2 separate regions of the Macaca mulatta genome follow, and region 1 is linked to region 2. The links are chromatin contacts, called in public Hi-C maps. All regions are on one chromosome and are shown on one strand. Each heading gives the region's core, a stretch centred on a gene start, on an enhancer-like site or on the middle of the called end of the contact. The rest is flanking DNA. Distances are from core to core; before and after follow the strand shown. Region 1 holds the start of CISD1 (CDGSH iron sulfur domain 1). Region 2 holds the start of TFAM (transcription factor A, mitochondrial).

Region 1 (7,185 bases), core at 923-3,422, 120 kb before region 2:
AAAAGCCCAGTGTTTTTCTTCCCCTCCAGCTATGCAGCTGCACCCAGCAGAGAAGTACTAGATTAGCATCATCTGCATTTCATTCCTTTTCTTTTGCAATAGCTACTCGCCTATAATAAACAGACCTTGTGCTCAAGGGAGAATTTACTTCCCCGTCCAGTAAAAATGAAGTTCCTTATTTTCACTAACAACGCCGTCTCCAATCAACACCCAACCTCCCCGGGGGGTGGGTGAGACCAGGCACGCCTCTCCCTGCCACCAGTGCTGCAAGCCTGACGACCCACACCCTAGGAATCGTCCCACTTTCCGACCCCTTGTTCTCCAGTGGCGAGGCTTCGGGGGACAGCGGAAGAGGCCGGGGATTTGGCGTGCACACCAGGGGGGCCCGGGAGCGCCAGGCTGCCTCGGCTGGCAGGGGGCTCGCGGAGGCGGAAGGGGAGCGGCGAACCCCGTGCCACCCCCACTTACCCACTTTGTCCTTCCCGTACATGTGCCCGGCCACCTGATGCGAGAGGGGTACACAGCCGTTGAGGAAGCGGAGTCTGCCGCCCGCCGGCTGCGGGGTGCCCTCAGGGGTGGCCTCGATCGCCGGTGGGGTCCGCATTTCTGGGGGACCCGGCGCCTCGACCCGGAGGGGGGATGGTGGCTCTGTTGCCATAACGGAGAGCAGAAGCGGTAGCGGCAGCGAGAGCAGGAAAAAAAAAAATAGGGCAAGGGAGGGGGCGCCGGAGAACCCGGGGGTCGCTCAGGCTCGGGCGCGAGGAGGCCCGGGGGTTCCCGCGGCTGGTGCCCGCTGAGGCCCCGGGAGGGGGCCCATGACGCCGCAGGGACGCGGGCGCTCCTCTGCCCAACTCGGCGGAGCGCGGCTCCCGGCTCCTGCTCCTCTGCCGCCTCAGCCGCCGGCCCCGGCGCTGCCCAGTAGACAGAACCGAGCCGAAGAGCAGCAGCAGCGGCGCCCCGCGCTCCCTGGGGCCCTGACGGCGACGGCGGCCCCACCTCCTGCGCCCCCGCCCCCTCCCACCGTCCTCCAGTCCCCTCAGCTGCCGCGCGCGCGTCAGCGCCGCCTGCACCGCCGCTACTGAGCATGCCCAGAGGCCGTCCGACAGGACACCCCCCTGCCATCAGCGGGGAGGGCGCGCGGCGCTGCCGGGACCTGGCGACGGCGAGCAGGGATGGGGCAAGCGCACTCGTGTTCCTTCTCACCCCCACCTCGCGGGCATTTCGAAGTCTCGCGTGCTGCTGTGGCTTCATTCATTCAACACGCTTCTCAGCGCGTCAGCTCAGAGAAGCCAGGGACTTCCAAGTGTGCGGAGCAGTCCGGCATTAGAATTGGAAGGCACTAGCATTGCCAAGGGTGGCTCTAAAGGCCACCCCTAACTGCACTCAACTCCCTCCAACTCCCACCCCGCACAAAAACAACAGAAGTTAAAGCAGGCAGCTTATTAGAAGATGCCCCTTCAAAATACCCTTCTAGTTAATCTCAGCACCCCCTCCCCGGATTGCTGTGTCTAAACCGCTCTTACCAAAAAATAAAACATATAAAAATAAAATAAAATTGGAACCGACACTAATTTCATACTGTAAAAGAGAAAAATCCTAATTTTTTTAAGTGAACACGTTTTTTAAAGAAAGGAGCAAGTTTTTTCTCTCTCCCACTCGACCTTTAAGACAGTGCAGGTTCCAAGGTCCTGAGTAGATAATTATATCAAAAGCCGGAGAAAGGGATGGACACCGGTAGCTAAGCGAGGTTCTGGAATGGGACTCAGTCATTGATTCCTGTATGTCCGCCACTGGCGTGTTATATAAAAGCTGGACCTGGACTTGAAGGTAAATCGTCACAAGCCTCGAGCAAGAAAAACTGGGGTCAAATCTTAGGTATCTGATTAAAGTAAGTGTCCTATTAACACCTGTCTCTGTCCCCACAAGCCCACACACCTGGAAGAGACGTAAAATCTGGCCTGGATTCCCTAATCCCAGGGCCCTGCCCCTCCGCTTCAGGGCCCCGCCCCTCGGCGTTGCGCAAACTCCGTTGCTACCTAAGTCTTTTCCTCCTCCCCGCTCCCGTGGCTGTCAAAATCCGGAGTCCAGACTTCCTTAAGGCCCAGGGCACAGCTCCACGCATGCTCAGCACCTACCAGGGTCGAGCTCACACACGTGCTTACGACCCGCCGCGGCGCCTGCGCGGTAGCAGCGCGGAGTCGGTGCCCTTAGTACGGCACTGGCACCTTTAGTCTCGCCGGCCGCGCGAACCCGTTTGTGCTCGGTATCCTAGTGCACACGCCTTGCAAGCGACGGCGCCATGAGTCTGACTTCCAGTTCCAGCGTACGAGGTGAAGTGGGGCCTGGGAGCGGGTGAGGCTGGTGAGGCTCACCGGTTGCTGCGCCCGCAGCTCAGCTGGGTTGTTTTACCGCTGCCCTACACGCCCGCCGGTCCTATAACCTTGAGATGCAGAAGGGCAAGTGCTCGGCCCGGCTGCGGGCTCCGGCCGGGATAGGGAAGGGGGGCGAGGTCAGGGATGGATTGATGGTTTGGGGCCATGCGAGACCAGAGTCCACGTTTCCCCCAACTAGCCAAACCCTAACACCAAATGACCGCGCCGCTAGCTTTTCTTGTTCTCTTCTAAGACGCTTTCATATCCTTAAGTCACAGAGCCTGGAAAGAAAGGAAAGGTGGGAGAAAACAACAGCAAACCTGTTTACCCTTCTCCTGTTTCAGTCAGCGTCGGGCCACAACGTCGATTTCCTGCAATCCTGAAGCATTGCATGACTAATCACATCTTAGTTTTGCAGATTTTTTTTTTCCAGGGATGAAACCCAATCCGAGGTCTTCAGTTTTCCCGGTTTTTTGTTATGCCCCTGGCATCTGGCACTCGGTGGCAGTAGTCCAGGATAAAGAATTGAAACCCGCCTTCGTTGAACCTTCAGCTTTCTGAGTCTTCTTTCCCCAATGCTAGTACTTAGCGTTTGGAAACAGTATTTCGCAGAAAGTCCCTTATAATAAAATTAGGAGACTTTATAAGCAGTCATTTAGTGTGGAGTTTCACTTTATAACCATTCTTGGTGATGTTATAGTTGTTAATACAATACTGTGTACCAGACACACGGTATGTGTGATCTTTGTCCCTCTATAAAACACCACTTCGCAAGGTTTTGAGTAAAGGCAAAGAGATTGTCCAGAGGTTAATTAAAAATACGTTCAGTAAATATTGAGCATCTGTAGTGCCAGGTAATGTAAAGTCCCTACTAACTTGAGCCCTATTTTTTTAATAGGTAGTTTCCAAAAATTGGAGAGTTCCACTTCTGTTGACAAAATTTACCTGGCTAAGTAAGGGTGATATTCCATGACATTTCGAAGTTACTAATGATATAGAGATTATTATTTGCAAAAATTATATTAAAGGATACTTATCTTGAGACTTTTTTAATAGAGGCAGCTTGGTGCATTTAAAATAGGGTGTGATTTTTGTTTTTGTTTTTTGGAAAACTGTTCTCTTGGGAGTAAGACTTGTGAAATGAGATGTTCGTGTGACTTGTGCCGCTGATACTTTTAATTTTACAGGAAGACTGCACATGTTTGAGGTGGACCAAAAGATTCCACAGTGTGTGTTTAAAATGTGGGATCTTTTTATGTACATGAACACTAAACGTTATTTAGGTTGCATATTACTGAAATGTGAAACAGGTGAACCCCTAGGACTTACCACTATCTGCAGGCTAGTCTGCAAGATTTCTTTTTTAAACAAGTTTTTTTGTTTTGTTTTGTTTTTCAAGTCTAACCACAGAGGAATTCAAAGGCAACTTTCCCAATCATTTTCCATTGCCTAAGGAATAGGAAATCACTGAAGTAGGTTATTGGCTTCAACTGGAAGTATTCAGCTTTGTTATGAGGAGTGACTATGATCTATTTTTTGAGACAGAGTCTCTCACTCAGTGGCCCAAGCTGGAGTACAGTGTTGTGATCATAGCTCACTGCAACTTTGAACTCCTGGGCTCAAGCCATCCTTTCTCCTTGGTCCCCTGGCTTCCCAAAGTGCTGGGATTACGTATGTGAGACACCACACCCTGCCATGACTACTTTTTTATTTCACCAAAAAGCATACAGGTTGTCATGAGGACTGTAGGGAGAGGCCCAAAGCCTGTGTAAATCTCTTCTATCAACACTTCCCTCCTCAATATAGTAGTAAGTAGGCAGGGTAGGGACAGAGAATGTCAAAGCGATTTAACTTTTAATGTTTAGATCACACAAGTTTGGTTCTACTCTCAAACTTTAAACCAAATTTATTCCTACGGATTGAAAATCAATTTAGATCTTTTAATTGAGGGGAAGATACCATGTCTCTTCTCAATTAAATGAATTTGTAATTATAAAGGGCTTAGAATGATATATGACAATGGTAAGCACTATATAAATATATGTTAAATATAAAGTGTGTACATATATGCATAACTCTTGTTCATCTTCAGAAGAAAAATAAAAGGTAGTTTATAAATAAAATTTTACGGGGACAAGGCCAGGACTGGAATTGCACAGAGGCAATGAGAATGAATGATTGGAACCGAAATACTCTTAAGATCCTGATCACTGAGATAGCTCTTCATACCAGTATGGTCGATAAGACCATTAGTTTATTATATTTTCTAGTACTAAGTGGCCTTCACTGCCTACTTGTCCAGTCTCTTATGATTCTTCCTCATATCCAAATAGATGACCTTTCTGAACATCATCCTGCTCCTTGATAACTCTAGCACTCATTGATTGCTTTCACCCTTAACCCTTTCCCTTCTGTTTGCAAGGAAGATGTTAACTCTTAGGCTGTTCTCTCTCCATGTCCTCCAGATGCCGTTTTATTTTACTTAAATCTTTGCCTCAGTGATACCTGTTGCTCGTAAATATTTAGCGCCTCATGAAGATTTTCTTCTCTTCAGCCTAAAGTCACTCATAATTCACCCTCATCTTTAAAAAAAAAAAAAGCCAACTAAACCAGATAATTTTAAAAGGCCTTCCTTAACCTGCCTTCCCCTGAAATCACTTTTTTTTAATTTACCCTCAAGTTGCAACATAGGGATTTGTCTCTTCATCTTGTATTTCGTTATCTGTCCCAAACTCTGATCATTACAATGCTTGTAACCAAAATTACATTTCATAAATTCTTATCTCTTTTGTATTCTTGTGTATTTTATTGAAACTAATTTTCTAATTCATTTAACCTCAACATAGGAAAATATTGTTTTGGTTCACTAAATTCACCAAGTCATTTAAAGTCACTATTTAAGGGTTTGTTTTTGTCTGAAAAGGAATGTATGGATCATACTGAAAATAAAGGGGATAGCTCCTGTAAGTTATAAACAATAAATGAAAAATAAGAGGGCTGGGCGCGGTGGCTCACGCCTGTAATCCCAGCACTTTGGGAGGCCGAGGCAGGCAGATCATGAGGTCAGAAGTTCGAGATCAGTCTGGACAACATGATGAAACCCCATCTCTACAAAAAATACAAAAAATTAGCCAGGCATGGTGGCACATACCTGTAGTCCCAGCTACTTGGGTGGCTGAGGCACGAGAATTGCTTGAACCCGGGAGGCAGAGGTTGCAGTGAGCTGAGATCACGCCACTGCACTCTAGCCTGGGCAACGGTGCGAGACTCTGTCTAAAAAAAAAAAAAAGAAAAGAAAAATAAGGGGGGAGTTTGGAGCTATAGATTGGCCAAATTGATGGTTGTTAGAGCTAGTTGAGGGTAAATGGGGTTCATTATAGTATTCCCTTTGTGTGTCTGAAATGGTCCATAATAAAGTTTTTTTAAACATAGCTTCTTATATATGCCTGAAGTTTTTTGTTTGTTTGTTTGTTTTTAACATATGTATCAGAGAGTAAATTCCACACCCTGATACAGCAGGTTAAGAAGAAGGTAAAGATAAGTCATTTAGTGTAAGAGCGATGCAGTGTAAGGACAAAAAAATTGCACATAGGAATTGCAAATTTAATGTAGTCATACATTATTTCTTTTGACTCAACCAACATTATTGAATACCACTTATATGCCAGGCCTTGTGAAAAAAAAAAATTACCAGCCTATGGGAGATCTAAGGGAAGGAAAGGTTTAAACACAGCTCCCCTCCCCCTCTCCTGACAGAAGAGGAGAAACATTATGATTCTATGGCAGTTGATGGTTGGCTGGAGAGGGCAGTTTAGAGCAGAAAAGGGGCTAAGGTAAAAGAAGCTGAGAGAGATTCCTAAGTTAAAGCAAAATAATGCTCACGGTAAAAAAAAAAAAAAAAAAAAAAAAAAAAGCCAAAGATTGGGTTGTAAACAAGGCTGTTGAGTTTGGGAACAAGTCCATGTTTTCTCTCTCTCTGAATAATTTTAAAGAGAAAACCAAGTATTGTACAATAGTACGCCAATGGAAGAATAAGCAAATGGGAGGATTATTTAGAAATTATTAGAAGTGTTACCTTTCTCAACATTTGTGATCTTTAATGGTATTTGTGTAGATACAAAGCACGGTTACACAAGGTCTGGTAGGGTGGGGTTTGACCTAATTACAGGAATTAACTGTTCCTTGAGAAATGTCTATAGAAAAGAAAAGCGAAGGCTGGGCATGGTGGCTCATGCCTGTAATCTCAGCACTTTGGGAGTCCGAGGCAGGCGGATCACCTGAGGTCAGGAGTTCACGACCAGCCCGGCCAACATGGTGAAACCCCGTCTCTACTAAAAATTCAAAAATTAGCCAGGCATGGTGGTGAGCGCCTGTAATCCCAGCTATTCGGGAAGCTGAGGGAGGAGAATTGCTTGAACCCGGGAGGCGGAGGTTGCAGTGAGCTGAGATTGTGCCATTGCACTCCAGCCTGGGCAACAGAGCAAGACTCCATCTCAAAAAAAAAAAAAAGTGAGGGTAATCCAGAAGAGGCAGAAATAATGCTCAGGGGCTGAGTGCCATGGCTCACACCTCTAATCCCAGCACTTTGGGAGGCCGAAGTTGGTGGATCACTTGCGGCCAGGAGTTCAAGACCAGCCTGGCCAACATGGTAAAACCCCGTTTCTACTAAAAAAAAAAAAAAAAAAATACAAAAAATTAGCCAGGTGTGGTGGTGCATACCTGTTATCCCAGCTACTCAGGAGGCTGAGGCAGGAGAATCCCTTGAACCTGGGAGTTGGAGGTTGCAATGGAGCCGGGATCCCGCCACTATACC
Region 2 (6,958 bases), core at 1,873-4,372:
TTTACATGGTTTCCATCTCCATACACTGGCAAATGACACTTCTAACAGGTAGTTGTTCTCTATGGGGCGAAATTTATATATAAATAATTTGTGCAGATGGTAATCTTTTCACACTATTCATCTCTCTCTATGTATCTATATGTCTGTCATCCATCTATCTATCTATCTATCTATCTATCTATCTATCTATCTATCTATCTATCTGTCTATCTATCTATCTATCTGTCTATCAGTTCATTCATCCATCCGTCTGTCTCTTCATCCATCTATCATGCTTAGTGTACTGTGCTAGCTACAATGGGGATAAAAGAAGGCATAAGATTTAGTCTTTTCCTAATATAACTTACCATCTATTGAGGAAAAAAATATGTATACATAGAGAAAAAGATCAGAAGCCAGAGTGGTACATGATGTCACAAGTAAATGATATGAACACACTATAGATGATCCAATAAAAATATATTGGGCTGGAATGATGTGGCATGTTCACTGAGTCTGAGTGATCTGATACAAACGGAAAGCACAGGACAATGAATTGCAATTTTTACCTACACAACTTACTGTTGGAACCTTATGAGTTGGGCTTTCTGAACTTCATTTTTCTCATCTGGAAATTGGGAATAATGATCATGACAATACCTTCTCAACCTTTTTTTTTTTTTTTGATTTGTGAATCATACAATCAAATAAAGTTATTTTAAAAGGTCTGAAAATATTAAAGTGCAATCCAACTTCAGGGTGTGTTGTTTTAATTTTTCATCAACTACCACAATGTTTCTGCTCAAATATTACTAATTTAAGAAATACTAAAAGTTCAATAGAAAGAGAAGTGCAATGCTGATTATGTAATATGTGTGTTTGCATGTTAATAGGGAAAGAAAAATTTGTCACTAGCATGAAATCTGCCAATGGTGGGAGTATTTACACCATAAAACTCAGCAAACACTACAAATTGGGGCTTTGTTTTATGGAGAGCTATTTACCAGCATATTACTGGCCTGAACAAAAGCAACAGCAATGGGACTGGAGAGAAGGGAATACATAGTAGAGGGATGAATGAGGTAGAATCAGCAATACTCATCATCAGTTGGTTAATGGTGGGTGCAGTGTCAATGGGGAGATTCTAAAATGATTTATCAAGTTACTGGCTCGGATGATTAAAGAGGAAAACTTGTGCCTCTTACCAAGAAAAGGACTTCAAGAGGGGGGAAAGATAGTGAATTTTGTTCAGGGAATGTTGAAATTGAAGTACTTGTGGGACATGATGGTGAAAATGTACAGAAGACAGTGGTTATATGGATATAGAACTCAAAGGAGAGGACTGGATTCAATATGGCAATCATGAGGCTACAACTAATAACTGAAGTCAAGGGATTAGATGAACTTTACAACAAAGGGACCGTGGGAAAGACTGCAGTAAGTCTTCATGTTTTATAAAGTAATTATAAACCATGTCTTTTTGTTAAATGACAGTTTTAGTGGATAAAGTTATGTTTCTTTGCAAATTCTGCTTTTAGAAGTAAAATTATCACTGCAATGTAAGTGAGTTTTAAGGAAGACTGGTATGTGATGAAAAATGTTACGGATTTGATTTTTGAGGTCTTTACAGCAAGATTTATACAAATGAAAGTTGCAAACAACAAAAAGTTTGTTTAATATCCAAAAGAAGTTTATGTCAAACATTTGAAAGAACAAAAATATTCTAGAACAAAGAGGGAAACAAGTTATTTTAGAAATCAACTTAAATATAACTTCTATCTTAGCCCCGTGTTGTAATTATTTACTACTTTGTCTCACCGTTTGGCGCTGGGGGCGGGGGTAGGCTGGGGCACAACACTGTGTCTTTTATCTATGTTTAGGGCGTTGTACATAGTATATACTCAGGAAGAAAACCTGTTTATTCCATGCCAGAATGGGAGGTTTGAACAGATGACCTGGAAGGTCCCTTTCAACCCTGAGAGTCTATAAAAGGGAAGTGGTTATTACCGCTTAAAAGAAGTAGGCTTAGTCCTACTTTCAGAGAGCCAATGTTTTCATAGTTACAGAAAGGTAATAGACTGTCAGCTCAACATGACACTGGTAAGAATTTTCTAACGATTATGACTATACAACAGAAGAAAGGCTGTCTCGGAAGGTGGTTAGCGCTGAAACAACTGGTGTTTAAGGGCTGGAAGGACCCTTAGATATCTTTAGGTCTTTCCTAATCTTTTTCATGCCATTGCCTATATAGAAAATGGTATAACACAAATAAAAAAATTGTACAGCAATTTTTGACACATCAATGTCTCAGGCATACTTGTCACAAGTTCTCAGGGCTTTGGTTGGGAAAACTCTGATTTCGTCTAACATCCTCGTTTGCAGAGGGGGAAACTGAATCTTAACGAGGGAATGCAATATTCCCAAGTCGTTAATGTTAATACTGGAACGAGAATTGAGACTAGAGACTGTGGACAACTAGTCAGTTTCCTCCGCTCAAATTAAGCAGGCTGGAGGCCAGACTGGAAGACTGCAGTAGATGGCAGAATAAACAGTCTAAAACTATATTGCTTTAAATGTGGTCCCAAGACCACAGACATTAGAACTTGTCAGACTCTGGGGAACTCGCTAAAATGCAGATTAATGGGCCCCACACAGACACAGAATTAAGCTCTGCGGTAAAGGCTTGGAATCTGCAGTTTTAAGTTTGCGAATCCCCTCCTCTCCCGGTACTATTTCTGAACTCCGAGCTCCCAGCCCTGGCTTGAAACTGAGACGCTGCGCTTGTCGCACAGCACCTGCCGATCGGACCTCGGGGTCCTGGATGCAGGACTGTCTGTTACGTACAGCCTTTGTGGCCGTCACGGGCGGACACCGGCCAACGCCGGGTCGGGGTGCGTCCGCCGCGGTCCCTCCATCACCTTCCTGGCCGGGCAGAGGAACCCACTGCTCCGGGCCGTCGGGGCCAGAGGCGGCTCAGCAGCGCCCCCTCGAGGCCAGAGCCCTCCGCAGGCTAGCGGGTTGCGGTTTCCCTTCATCTCCGCGGCGCCTCTTCCTCCCACGCAGTGCCGCCCACCGGGGACGCTCTCCCGCGCCTGCGTCAATTCCGCCCTGCCCCGCCCCCATCTACCGACCGGATGTTAACAGATTTCCCATAGTGCCTCACTAGTGGCGGGCATGATAAGAAACACCGGAGGGTCGCACGCGGGTTCCAGTTGTGATTGCTGGGGTTTTTCTGTAGTGTCAGGAGGTTCTCCGATATTGGGGCCGGGTCACTGCCTCATCCGCTGGAGCGATGGCGTTTCTCCGGAGCATGTGGGGCGTGCTGAATGCGCTGGGAAGGTCCGGAGCGGAGCTGTGCAGCGGCTGTGGGAGTCGACTGCGCTCCCCCTTCAGGTAGGCCCGCTCGCCTGTGCCCTAGGGGGCGGCAGGGCCCAGGACGTCCCGGGGCTGGAATGTAGACCCCATCCTTCACTGTCTGCCCCTCCTAGGAGTTCAGAGCCACCCTGGTTCTTTGATTCACACCTCGACCTTGCCAAGGGGACTGTGGCTTTGAGACCAGGCCTTGACTCCCTTAATACCCCGTACCTTGTTTCTTGCTACCCTCCGCTCGCTCCTCCCACCCCTCACTGTAGCTTTGGATCCATTGCGCCGCCTCTGCGAATTCGCGCGGAGTGTCTGGCCACCATCTAGGCATTGAGGAGGCGGGGCCCAGGAGCTGGAGTATAGACGCTTTCCTCCACTCTCTGCCCTTCCTAGGAGGTAAGGGCTTTGAGACTTCCGTCCTGCAGTCGCTCCCCTCCGTTTAGGACAGGGTTTTAATAATTCTCTAGCATTCTTGTTGAAGGCGTTGGAGACATAGGAGTATCTTGATGACATCTCTTATTTGGGATCTATGCTCATAATATACATGTGCATATTGACAGTTAAACATCTGATACTGGTTATTTTCTTTTCATATGTAGTTTTGTGTATTTACCGAAGTGGTTTTCATCTGTCTTGGCAAGTTGTCCAAAGAAACCTGTAAGTTCTTACCTTCGATTTTCTAAACAACAACTACCCATATATAGAGCTCAGAACCCAGGTAAGGTGTTTGGGGGCTTGTACCCTTTTCTCATGTAATAAAAATGCCATTAAGCAGTTAAATAGCAATGTTGAATTGCAGTACTAAAGCATTCAGTGACTGCAGGAACAATCATTTGATGTCTGTAAAATAGGAAGTTCTATTTTATACCAAATGAACATACTTTCAATATAAGTGAGAACTAATAAACGGTATTTTAAAAATATCGTGTAGTGTAGAAAGCACCCTAGGAAGACGATAAAAAAGCTGAATTTCGGGCCTGGTTGCCTTTGGTCTAGAGGACCACTGATGAATTATTTTCTCTTGCTTAGCTCCTCCTTTTTCTGCCTCAGGGAATTGTTAATAACGTTGCAGCTTCTGTGGAAGCATCCATAAACTGTAAAGTTCTATGCAAATTACTGCTGCTTTCAGGAGCTTTCAAGATAAGAAAACATAAACGTTTCCATCATAGGAGTTCAGAGCCACTCTGGTTCTTTGATTCAGACCTCAACCTTGCCAAGGGGATGGTGGGTTGTAAAGGATAAATCCTTTCTTGTCTTGGGTTCCTGAAAAAAAAACATTTCCAGGTAGGATGTTTGTTGATGCCCTAGAAAGCCTGTAGGGCTGTTATTTTAGGTTATAGTGTAAAGGTAATAGCTATTTTTTTTCCTTATGATTTCTAAAGCATCACAGGGCAGTTGTGAAAATCTAACGAACTATAATAAAAAATGCTCACATTAGGCTGGGTGAGGTGGTTCACACCTGTAATCCCAGCACTTTGGGAGGTCAAGGTGGGTGGATTGCTTGAGCCCAGGAGTTCGAGACCAGCCTGGGAAACATGGAAATCCTGTCTCTACCAAAATTACAAAAAATGAGGTGGGCGTCGGGGCACAGTGCCTGTAGTCACAGCTACTTGGGAAGCTGTGGTGAGAGGATCACTGGATCCCAGGAACTTGAGGCTGCAGTGAGCCATGATTGCTCCACTGCACTCCAGCCTGGGTGACAGAACGAGACCCTTTCTCAAAAAAGAAAAAAAAAAGCAGCTCACATTATAGGTAAGGAGTTAGTTTCAGAGACATGCTTAAATACCCACATCTTTTAAATGTAAGAGTTAGTACTAACAGGTATTTTAAAAAATCAATTAATTGCACGCCATCATTCCGGTTAAGATGAAGAAGAAAGTGGAGAATAACAGATTGAATTTCGAATAGTTTGTTTCCAAATGATATTTCTGTTACTGAAATACGAGGCAATGTTATGAATTGAGAATGTATTTTGTTGTTAGCTTTTATAAGTTTAATAAGTCCTCAAAGACTTGAAAAAGTATTTTGCTTGAAATATGGAAGTAAAAAACTTGAAGCAATTAATCATCCAGCTTCTTAAACTAGTAATCAGCCTGGTGCAGTGGCTCACGCCTGTAATCCCAGCACTTTGGGAGACTGAGGCAGGTGGATTGCTTGAGCTCAGAAGTTTGAGGCTAGCCTGGGCAACATAGCGAAAACCCGTCTCTACAAAAAATACTAAAATTAGCTGGACATGATGGCGCCTACCTGTCGTCCCAGCTACTTGGGAGGCTGAGGCAGGAGAATCACTTGAGCACAGGAGGCAGAGGTTGAATTGAGCCTAGATTGTGCCACTGCACTCCAGCCTGGGTGACGGACCCTGTCTCAAAAAAAAAAAAAAAAAAACACCTAGTAATCAAACTGTTGACTGTTTCTGGTGGTATATGATATACTCCTTAGTTGTTAGATAACAGACTTTTAATAATGTTGGATAAATTACTTACATTTAAATTAGTTGGATACAGGAAAGTTAAATCATTTTATTAAGTTATGTGTGGTATGGATTGTGCTTTCCTGGATATCTTTAGAAATTATCCTGAGATGTAAAATTGTGGCATCTTTTTTCATTTTATTTCATTCCATAGATGCAAAAACTACAGAACTAGTTAGAAGAATTGCCAAGCATTGGAGGGAACTTCCTGATTCAGAGAAAAAAGTAAGCACATAAGTTTTCAACATGGCTGACCAGTTATTCTGCAGTTAGGAACTATTGTCATGTTCTTTAAAGGACCAGATGGATCAGACTTTTTAAAAAATAATCTGTTATCTACAAAGAAACTTTATATCTTCTCATCTGCATAGTGAGAATATGGATGTATGGGGTGAAGGTGAAGAAGTGTCAGCAGTTTGAAAATGGAGGCTGATTACTATACTCTCACCTTGATTAGTATGTATAAGGAAAATGTATGTTTTAATCCATATACATCCTCATCCTAGAGCACATTTCCACCTGGTGATAAAATCTCTCTATCTGAAGTCATGCAGTTGCCTTTCCCTGGCATGTGCTGTGTTGAATTTGCCAGCAATAGTTTGACTTGATTTGGGTTTTTTATTTATAGATATATCGAGATGCTTATAAGGCGGAGTGGGAGGTATACAAAGAAAAAATAAGCAAATTTAAAGAACAGCTAACTCCAGATGAGATTACATCTTTGGAAAAAGAAATCCTGGACAAGCGTTTAAAAAGGAAAGCTGTGACAAAAAGAAAAGTGAGTATCATTGAAATACTTTTTTCTTATGGTAAAGAATTGAGATTTATATAACTATGAATATAGGTAGTTTTCTCTTAATAATAATAGGCAGATACAATATGGTAGAATGTCATCAGGTATTCTTCAGTTAGGCAGAAGTGGGATAGTTCTCTTCTGAAAAGTGAGCTAGCCACTAGGACCACTTGTCATTGAGTCTGTTTGGAAATCCTTGTTGCTACTTTCAGATGTATCCACATTTAAGGTGTACAGTTAGTAGAACAGTAATGAAAACTACAGGAACAGAGTTATGAAACAGTCAAACCAGGAGTAGCAAGAATCTTTGCTTCTGAGTCTTCTCTAGAATAACGTATTGATTTGAATTATTC

What was found. Hi-C and Micro-C count contacts between places; a contact is called where the count stands out from the background.
Region 1: a contact with region 2 is called in a Hi-C map of liver, with 5 times the contacts expected there. The contact joins the promoter of CISD1 here to the promoter of TFAM in region 2. A contact is called at or near these places in 3 of 14 Hi-C or Micro-C datasets (CD4 T cells, fetal cortex germinal zone and liver).

Annotation. Positions count from the first base shown.
Region 1 is chr9:91,591,608-91,598,792 of T2T-MMU8v2.0, reverse strand. It overlaps CISD1 (CDGSH iron sulfur domain 1), which reads left to right and starts at 2,172. Exons shown (of 3, transcript NM_001257590.2): 1 at 2,172-2,330. The coding sequence starts at 2,300. It overlaps IPMK (inositol polyphosphate multikinase), which reads right to left and starts at 1,084. Exons shown (of 6, transcript XM_015147592.3): 1 at 469-1,084. The coding sequence starts at 658.
Region 2 is chr9:91,474,032-91,480,989 of T2T-MMU8v2.0, reverse strand. TFAM (transcription factor A, mitochondrial) reads left to right here and starts at 3,122. Exons shown (of 5, transcript XM_077946735.1): 1 at 3,122-3,372; 2 at 6,441-6,590. The coding sequence starts at 3,154.